Regions from separate parts of the Rattus norvegicus genome. Here region 2 is linked to region 1. A link is a contact called in public Hi-C data. All regions are on one chromosome and are shown on one strand. Each heading gives the region's core, a stretch centred on a gene start, on an enhancer-like site or on the middle of the called end of the contact. The rest is flanking DNA. Distances are from core to core; before and after follow the strand shown.

The links. A called contact is a pair of places that touch in the nucleus more often than the background predicts.
Region 2: a contact with region 1 is called in a Hi-C map of liver, with 1.9 times the contacts expected there. The contact joins two enhancer-like sites. A contact is called at or near these places in 2 of 12 Hi-C or Micro-C datasets (both in liver).

Annotation. Positions count from the first base shown.
Region 1 is chr15:106,065,982-106,070,482 of GRCr8, forward strand. All of the region lies in intron 4 of Pcca (propionyl-CoA carboxylase subunit alpha), which reads left to right. Among named protein-coding and RNA genes, the nearest start is that of Pcca, 34 kb to the left of the region's middle. Within about 2 kb of position 3,095, at least 1 of the 93 cell types and tissues checked has an H3K27ac peak or open chromatin away from gene starts, as enhancers often do. A contact at or near this core is called in liver, where this site is marked.
Region 2 is chr15:106,105,344-106,110,360 of GRCr8, forward strand. All of the region lies in intron 6 of Pcca (propionyl-CoA carboxylase subunit alpha), which reads left to right. Among named protein-coding and RNA genes, the nearest start is that of Pcca, 73 kb to the left of the region's middle. Within about 2 kb of position 1,353, at least 4 of the 93 cell types and tissues checked have an H3K27ac peak or open chromatin away from gene starts, as enhancers often do. A contact at or near this core is called in liver, where this site is marked.

The DNA of each region.
Region 1 (4,501 bases), core at 1,845-4,344:
CTGTTTCATGCTGGAGAAGAGTGTCTTTTTGTTTGTTTGCTTGTTTGTTTGTTTTAGTTCTGAGACAGGAGTCTTGCTAAGTCTCCCAGTGTGATCGTGCACTCATCTGTAGTCGACCAAAGCCTTTCTGTGACAGAGCTTCTGGCCTCAGCTTCTCCAGCAGTTAGGATTTCAGGCTTCTGTGTTACCAGGTTTAACGTGTTATGTTTAAGTAGCATCTCTTTTTACATTTACTTTATTATATCGTCATAAATCATTTATCTACTTATTTACTTTCTATCTCTCTATCTCTCTGCCTGCCTGCCTGCCTACCTGTCTGTGTGCGAGTGTTTTGCCTACAACATGCCCATACATGACCACCATGTGTGTGCTTGCTGTTCACAGAGGCCATAAGAGGGTGTTAGATCTCCTAGGACTGGAGTCACACAGACAGTTGTGGACTACCTTGCGGTTTCTGGGAATTGAATTTAGGTTCCCTGGAAGAGCAGCCAATGCTCTCTTGGCTCTTTAACAGTGGAGCCATTTCTCCAGGCCTGCTGTGTGCACCTGTCAGGTGTGTGATTAGAGGGTAATTTGCAGGAGTCCTTCTCCCACCACCCTGTGGGTGTAGGAATCAAACTCTGGACACCAGAGTTGGTATTAAGTGTCTTTGCTTACTGGACCATCTTGCCAGCCTCTTAAGTTAATACTTTCTTTTTGTTCGTTTGTCTTTTTTTCTCTACACAGGGTTTTCTGTATAATCACCCTGGCTATCCTGGAACTTGCTTTGTAGACTGGGCTGGCCTCGAACTCACAGAAACCTGCCTGCTTCTGCCTCCCAAGTGCACCGCCACGCCTGGCTAGTAACACGTTCTTAAGTTGCCTTGACTACTAACGTGTATATTTGGATACTGGTCATCATAATCCATATTTTCCAGTTAGTCTTTTAGGATGTCGCACTTCCTAACAGTTAGGCCACCCTTGAGAACCTAGGATTGTTCTGAGTATTTTTATCAGTATTAAACAGATGCTGTCATGCTTCAGTGAAGAATTTCCTGAGCATATAAAGCCCACCAGGGCCACTGGGCAGCTAGCTGCTCTTGTGCTGCATTTGGAGGTCTCATTGATTAGACTTACTCTGGTGATTAGGTAATTAAAATGCTATTAACTATTTTGGGGAGGGGTGTTAACAGTGAGCAATGAGGGTGCAATGAGGTTTCACTGCGTTGCCTTGAGTGCCTTGGCTTAAGTGATCCTTTATCCTCATTGTCCTGAGTAGCTGGAACTTACCATCAGGGCCTTTGGGCCCAGCAAATCAAAGGGTTTTTGAATGGGATATTTGCTTAAAATCTCACTGTTGTTCACTTTTCTTATAAAACTTAGCTATTCTTTTTAGAGCAAGATATACTCTATATACTTATGCAAATTTGAAACATTAGACCTTTCCTTGAAGAACTAATCAGGAAAAGAATGCATTTGAGATGTTTAGACATTTTTTCTGCTATTTTTGTCTTTAGAAAAACTTATTCTGCAGAAACATTATACTCTCTCAATTTTAAATGTTTTGATTATCTTGGCTTAGCTAAATTACTTCCTCTGCATTTTGGGGCAAAATGGAATAGGATAGGATCCCTGGTAGGAATTTGTTCACATTAATATGGCTCATCAGGGACATTATATTTAATTGGAGACCCTGCAGAACAGTGGCAGGAGGCTTGAAGAGAATGATTTAGCATTAGCAACAGCCCGTCTGGGAGCTGTGCACTAATCAAGGTGCTGGAGTGTTAGTGCTGGGGATGATGGGAACTATGACGATCATGACATGTAAGCATGCCTGTGCGAACTGGACAGGCAATGCGTTAGTTAATCAAGACGTGTATTAAATGGCTCCCATGCTGATTCATTATTATCTACCGTAGTGCCTGTCATGTTGTGTATTTAAAAAATACAATTATTGCCGAATTCAGTATGTACTCGAGCTAAATTCAGCCTTCACTCTCTTATTTTCAACAAAATAGCCTCGATTTGCTTTGTCCATATAAAAATAGAGAATTGTGTCAATTGTGCTGGTTCTGTGAATTGCATTTTAAATAGTTCCCATCCGTTTAACAGAGTGTACCTCTGACTTCATGTTCCTTTAAGAGTCTGCTTAGCCCTTTCTTATGTTTATCATAAGTACTCTGACTCATTTCCTTCTGCATAAGTGATCTGGGTTCAAAACTGCAATTTATGTGTCTTTATTTTTCAGGATGAGAAATAATTCAAGCATTTCAGAGAGAAACTAATATTGAATACACGGTGCTATAGAAGAATCAAAGCATTCACCTTTCCACCGTCAAATGCTCTAGAATCAGAGAGGGTGGACCCTCCTCTGTGTCGTGGGTGGGCTCTTTATGCCAGGTAGACCCATTCTGGGCCCAGCATGCGTAGAGCCGTCTGCCATGAAGCCATCCATTAGAAATGCTAGAAATGTACATATTTTGGGGAAAAGGAGCTGATAAATTGAATTCCTTTAGAAAATAAATTGAAATGCAGCATAAATCCATAAGCAAACTGTATTTTATCTGTAGACAAATTTATATTGGCACTGTACAGATGAACACAGTTTTTAAAAATTATAAACACTGTCAAATTTAATAAAACTTTGTATGGAACTGTGACCTTTATTTATTGACTTAATTAAAGCAACATTATGGCTGCTGCTTGAAGTGCTAGTCTGTGGGTGGCTGTTAGTGAAGTCCGTTATCCGTGCAGTCTGTGATAGTGGTCAGCAGTGACAGGAGTCAAACTTGCAACCAACACCCTCCCTTGGGAGCTGTGGGCTCAGCAGGCAAAATTGTCACAACCCAGCAAAGCTGCTTAACTGACTGATGGCTTAACCCCCTGGTGTCCAGGGTAAGCCAGTCATTCCAGTGAGGAGGGGCTGTGACTTTATCTAGGAGTTGGGCAGAAATTGCATCTGGACGGAAGAAAAGTCTTGGTATTAATATCTTCATGTATGAACTATTAGATTTATTTGTATGTTCATGTAACTGGCCATTTAATGGAACATTCCAACTGCTTTTCCTCTTACTCTGTGTGATGGAACTTGAACCCAACGCTGTATCAATGCCTGCCAAATGCTGCATGTCCTGAACTCGCCAGAACTTTTAAATAAACAAAGCCCAACGCAAGACTTACAACATTTTACTCTTTTGGTCTTAAATTTTTACTATAAAGAAGGACACTGTTGTTATTCTTGTTACTGTTCTCTCACTTGGACAGCAAAGTTCACTTAACAGCCCCAGCCAGGTACAGGCTTTAGTCTTCTGTTTACTATACCAACATTTAACAACTTGGCTTTTGCAGCAAAAATTCTTATTAGCAAAAATTAAGAAGGTCTTGGCACATACTCTCCCATTATTACAAAGGGCAGATTTCTACAATCACTTCACAGATCAGAAGTTAGGGCTAGGGCTGCGGCTCACTGGTCAAGTGTTTGCCCTTTGTGACTAACCCACCCCGAGTTTGATCTCCAGCAATATATACACAGTGATTTTGAATGACACTTTCAAAGGAATGAGTGTATTCTAATGTTATCTTACCTTGTGATGTGAAATAAGACCTAATCATGGCCTTATTTTTCTCTAAGCTTGTATTTAAGGAGAACTGGAAGTCCTGCCTATTGGTTAAAAGTAATCAAATATTAGAAGACACAGCTTAGCTTCACTCTGATGTTCTAGAGTTTACAAGGCACTGTGTATATGGCAGTGAGCTGTGCCAGCATTATTGCTTATGTGCTGTATTGATTTCCTTTCTCATTCCTATGGCCAAATTCCTGGCCCAAAGCTACTTATTGTCTCACAGTTCTGACAGATGTAGTTCACACAGAGGGGGTAGCATGGCAATGGGAGTAACTTGTTCTGTGGCACCAACTACGAAGCTGAGGAAGAGGCATGTCAGTTCTCAGATGGCTTCTTCTCTTTTTATTCAGTCCATGGTGTGGTGTCACTCACATTTGGCTCACAGCTGCACCCAAAGGTATGCTTCACTAATGCCTTAAGGCATTTATTGATGCAATGGGGTTAACAACTGAAATTCAATGCCCTGTTATTACTTGATATCTGCAGGGTACTAGAAACGCACAGACTTATGCAATGGGACCACTGGTTTTAGACTGGAACCGTTGCTTCCAGAGCTGCAAGGACTACCGTTTGGTAGACTGCAGTGCTATTTCAGGTTCTTTGTTGCCCTTGAGTAGTGGCCTTCTGTCCTCTCTAGCACATTGCTTTCAATACGAAGTGTGTGAAAAGCCCTTCATCCATCCATCCATCCATCCATCCATCCATCCATCCATCCATCCATCTATCTATCTATCTATCTATCTATCTATCTATCTATCTATCTATCATCTAGCTATCTTTCTATCTATTTTGGTTTTCTGAGACAAGGTTTCTCTGTGTAGCCCTATTGTGCTGGAACTCCCTCTGTGGACCAGGCAAGCCTCAAACTCTAACCCAGGGTCATTTGCCTACCACTGCCT
Region 2 (5,017 bases), core at 103-2,602, 38 kb after region 1:
CACAGCCAGAACGAGTTTTGTCATTAGACTGTGCTCCTCCAGTCATTGTGCAGCAGGCAGAGCCACCCAACCATCACCGGGAAGTGGCTTCTTCACACCACACGACTTCTTTCTCATCCGGAGTTGCCATTGAAAACTTACAGTGTTCTAGACAGCAGTGTGTTAGAAAAGGAGTGTGGAGGAGATGTGATGTGAAGCAAATTTTAATAGAAACTTAGAAATGTTTTAAAAGGAAACAAAAAGCTATAAACAGCTGAGAGACTACCTAGCATAGGCTACTTTGAAAGCTCTAAAATGAAACTAGATATCTGATGTCCAGACTGATGACCAAAAGGTCTCTCACCTGTCCCCTGTGTCCTGGTCTCTCTGTCACCAGCTGGTTGTATTAATGTGAGGAGCACCACATCCACATCCTCTTACGCTAATCAAAGGGCTTTCGGATCAATAGCTTAAAGTCATATTCTATTTCTAGAAAATATAATTTTATTATTTAACAGCAAAATAATTTCTGTATTCATGATGCAGTAAAAAGAAATGAATCAAGGAGATCTGAAAACACCTTACTTATATAGAATGAAATAAACATCTTGAAAATGACAGGTAGTTATATGATACAATGAGCAATTTCATCTAAGGTGATGCACCCCAATTGCCAATATTTATGGATATATTAATATTGCCAGTATTATGGATATATATAAGTGCTCGAATGTAAGCCAGAATTCTTTTCAAAGGGGTTAAAATTCACCCCAACGCCTGATGTTTTGTTAACTCTGACTGTCCACGTATAAAGAATGTGGAGGGTAGTTAACTGGGTTTCTTAACATGTACTGGGCCAGGAAGCCTGCCTTGTGTCAGTGGCTGAGGTGGAGAAAGCAGAAGCTGCCATGCTTCTCTCCCCGTGAGTAAATACTGTGTGCAGCTGTCATCTGGAAGTAATATTTCTCCTTGAGCACATCATGCCAAGTAGACTTGATACAGAATATACATTAGACTAAATGAAAGCCAGATCTCACCACTATTGGCAGAGAAAGGCCCAGCCTCCTTTGCTTACATGGTCAGCGTAGAGTGTGGTGTAAATGAAATGCAGTTGTTAAGGTATCACGAGGTTTCAGGGGAGCCCACACTTAGGGAGCATCCTGAACAAGTTGAAACACTCTCGGCTTGTCCTGTGGTTCAGAATTTTAAAATAGAACCTTAGCTTTGCTGCAGCAGTAGAGTTTCATTCTCCTCAGTGCTGGGGGTGTTACTTGGGGCCCATCTTCAGTCCCTCCACCATGTTTGTCACCTTGCAGGAACCAGAGCCACGCTGTGTGGTGGAGCAGCCCAGGCCTCCACCTCCCTCCTGGGTTGACACTATTCAGTCAGAGCCTTGTTGAACTCTACTTTGGTAAAGGTTTTCAACCTGAACACTGTGTCCTTTCTCAAATAATCATTGCAAATAAAAGTTAGGCCAAACGTTGAAGCAGGCAGAACAGGGTGGGGGGGCACTTCAGGAGAGCTTAGAGTCAGAACCTCTCCCTCTTGCACAACAGCTCTTTGGATTCCAGATAGCAACATGCTTAAGATTCTTTCCTGGTACAAAATTGAACCGTTCATTTGCTTTTCAGTTAAAAAACAGAAACAAATGGAAGCAAATGCCATCGTACAGTTTGGTGGTTTAGGAAGCAGAGGCTGGAAGGCTGCACACAGCTCTCTGAGGGCCAGCCTGGTCTATATTGCTGTAGATGATCCAGGACTACAAACAAAAACAAACCCAAAATCCCAAACCAAACCAGATTGTCTCCCCCGAAGCTGAGTAGCACTGCAGAGAATTACGAGAAGTGACCTTTGGAAACAGAAACTGTCTCATGTTCCATCTCCAATCTCCTTGCAAGTCACATTTACCACACTCAAGCACAGGCTCAAGCCAAGTGCTGTGGCCAGAGCTTGATGGCATGCTCTTACACTCAGCATACAGTGTGATAGAGTTTGCAGCATGGTAATAAAGTGGAGGCCGTAGAAGGGAGAGGACCATGGGTTCTCCACTGTTCATTGCTCTCACATGGTGGACACCAGGTACCTTCTTGGAGCCTGTTCCCTGCTTGCAGCAAGGGTAGCCAGTGTACAACAGCTCATCTTAGAGTTCAGCACTCATCCAATGGGTGGCTGCTTTGACTAGAAGCTGTGTGCGCGCGTGTGTGCGTGTGAGGGGGGAGGGAGAGGGAGAGGGAGAGGTGAATGCACGTGTGTATGTGAGTGTGTGTGTGTGCATGTGAGAGAGAGAGAGTGAGTGTGTATGTGTGTCCATGTGCCTGTGTGTGTGTGTCTCTGTGTGTGTGTGCGCGTGTGTGTGTGTGTGCGCGAGTGTGCGTGTGAGGGAGGAGGGAGAGGGAGAGGTGAATGCACACGTGTATGTGTGTGTGTGCGGCACAAGTTGATTCTGGTGCATTCCTCCGTTGCTTTATACATCATTATTTGTTGAAAGCAATGAACTTTATGGATGGTATGTGAGAAAGTAGAAGTTCCGAAGCGCTTGCTATTCTTCTAGTGACCCAGGATGGAGACCGAGGGAAGATGCTCAGTGATTTGGGGGCTGAATTGGTGCAGACTTTCTCTCTTTCCCTCATGATTTTTTTTTTTCTGGGGTAGGTCATCAGGGATTCTTCCTCCTTGGAGGCCATGTAGGCATGAAGTCTACCACTGTGTTGCTGTAGCCTGTCACACTGTTATATCAGGAAATGAGCTTGACAAAGTAGTTGTTGGGGGCAATGCCAGCCCCAGCCTCAAAGGTGAAGGAATCGGTATCACTGTCATAGGTCATAGGAGACAGTGTGGTCCTCAGCTTAGTCCAGGATGCGCTCTGATGCTGACATCATAGTCTTCACAATGTATGGTTTCTCTTGGTGCTGTTTCAGATATACATTTGGGGGCAGGAACTTGAAAGACCATGCTAGTGAGCTTCCTGTCAGCCCTGGGGTAGCCTTGCCTATAGCCTGGGCAGGACTAGCAGAGTCATGGTGTTCTTTGCAGCCCTATAGGCGTCCTGCCATAGGTTCCACAAAGAGACCAGTCTTCTGGGTGGAGGTAGAAGCGCCAGTCATGGTCTCCTATACTGAGGTTGTTGTGCAGGAGCTTGGCCAGGGGGAGGGGGGGAGTTGTCTTACTTTTCTCAGTTCTTGCCCATCACAAATATGAGGGCTTTGGTGGCAGAAATGACGACTCTTGGTTCCACCCTTCAAGCAGGCTCTGGCCTTCTCCATGGTTGTGATTCCATAGCTCATCACCGGGATCACCCTTTTTAATGTTGGCTGGGTCTTGGTTTTGGAAGATGGAGATGGATTTCTCATTGATGTCAAGCTTCTTGTTCTCAGCCTTGACTGTCATGGCTCTTGCCATGGGTGGGACAGCATTGGAACCTTTAGACCTCGTAGCTGAGGTTAGTGAAATCAAAGGCAATATTGATGACAACAATCTGTTTTGGTAGACTTGAAGGCAGCCCTGGTGACCAGATGTCTAATATGGCCAAGTCAGTTCACTCCAGCATTCATCATTGTGCCTGAGGGACAAGACTGATGCTGCAAAAGAAGAAAATGCAGATGTTTCTGAAGTGGGGAGGAGTATACCCTCCCCCATATATGTGGCATGAGCCATCACATGTTTAATTAATTAATATTTATTTAACGTATATGATTACTCTGTCTTCACACACACACCAGAAGAGGAAATCAGATCCCATTAAAGGTGGTTGTGAGACACCATATGCGTGCTGAGAATAGAACTTAGGACCTCCTAAAGTCAGTGCTCTTAACCACTGAGCCTTCTCTCCAGCCATCTGTTTAATTTTAAGACAGGGTTTCTCTATGTAGCGTTGGCTATACTGGAGCTCATCTGTAGACCAGTCTGGCCTTGAGCTGACAGATCTGCCTGACTCTGCCTCTCAAGTGCTGGGATTAGAGGCATACACTAGCACACCCAGCAGACTCCCATCATTTTTTAAAATTTGAAATTTATTTTTTAGAGATTTTTCTACATGATTATACCATATTTATTTTACTTCCAACCCATCTCTACCAATACCTTTAGTTTTCTGTCCCCAACAACTCCCTCTCAAGTTCATGAACTCTTGTTCTATAGTTATATTGTTTTATGCTCAGCTGTCCCTCACTGGGTCATTAGTGTCACCTATGTGTACCTGGGTTTAAGGCTAGCCACTTTGGCTTAAGCAACCCATCGGGCTCATCTCTAAAAAGTGGTTCCTGCTACCTTAGCAGCCTGGGTCAGCCTGTTGCTTTTCATTAGTGGGGAGCCTTGTCAGTTTCCCCTCCATTCATGCTGGCATATTGACAAGTGTCAGGTGTTGTATGGGCAACCATATAATTGGGAGTTTATGAATCCAACACCCTTGTGTCAGCTAGGAGACACTATCTCATGGGAGCTGTCTGATGCCCTGGCTCTTCAATCTCTTTGTGCTCCTTCTATGATGTTCATTGAACTTTGGTACAGAAGTTGTGTTACAGAGATCCCTTTGGGACTGGGGACTCCACTGTCTCTGCACTCCGAGAAACTGGTTCTGTAATAGCCTCTGTGTGCTGCAAAAGAAGCTTCTTTGATGAGGTGTGACAGTTACATTTATCTAGAAAGCACACAGACAAGGCTTCCTATTTGGCCTGTACATGAACAAGTCAGCCCCCCCTCTATGCATGCATGCATGCATGCATTCATTCATTCATTCGTTCGTTCTTCAGTCAGGATCTGTTAGTGAACTTGGAGCTCACTGATTTAGCTAGCTAGACTGGCTAGCCAGTGACTGTCCTCCTGTCTTGTCCACCCCAGTGCTGGGGTTACAGGTGCTCATGTCTTGGCCAGCTTTCACATGGGTGCTAGAGATCTGAATGGAGGTCTTAATACTTGGCTTGTGTGACAAGCACCGTACCACCTGAGCCATTGTCCAGTTTGTTTAGTTTTCTTTATAAAAGCATGTTAGGCATTTTTACATTGATGCTTTTTATTTGGCTTATCCTCATGTGTGCAGTTG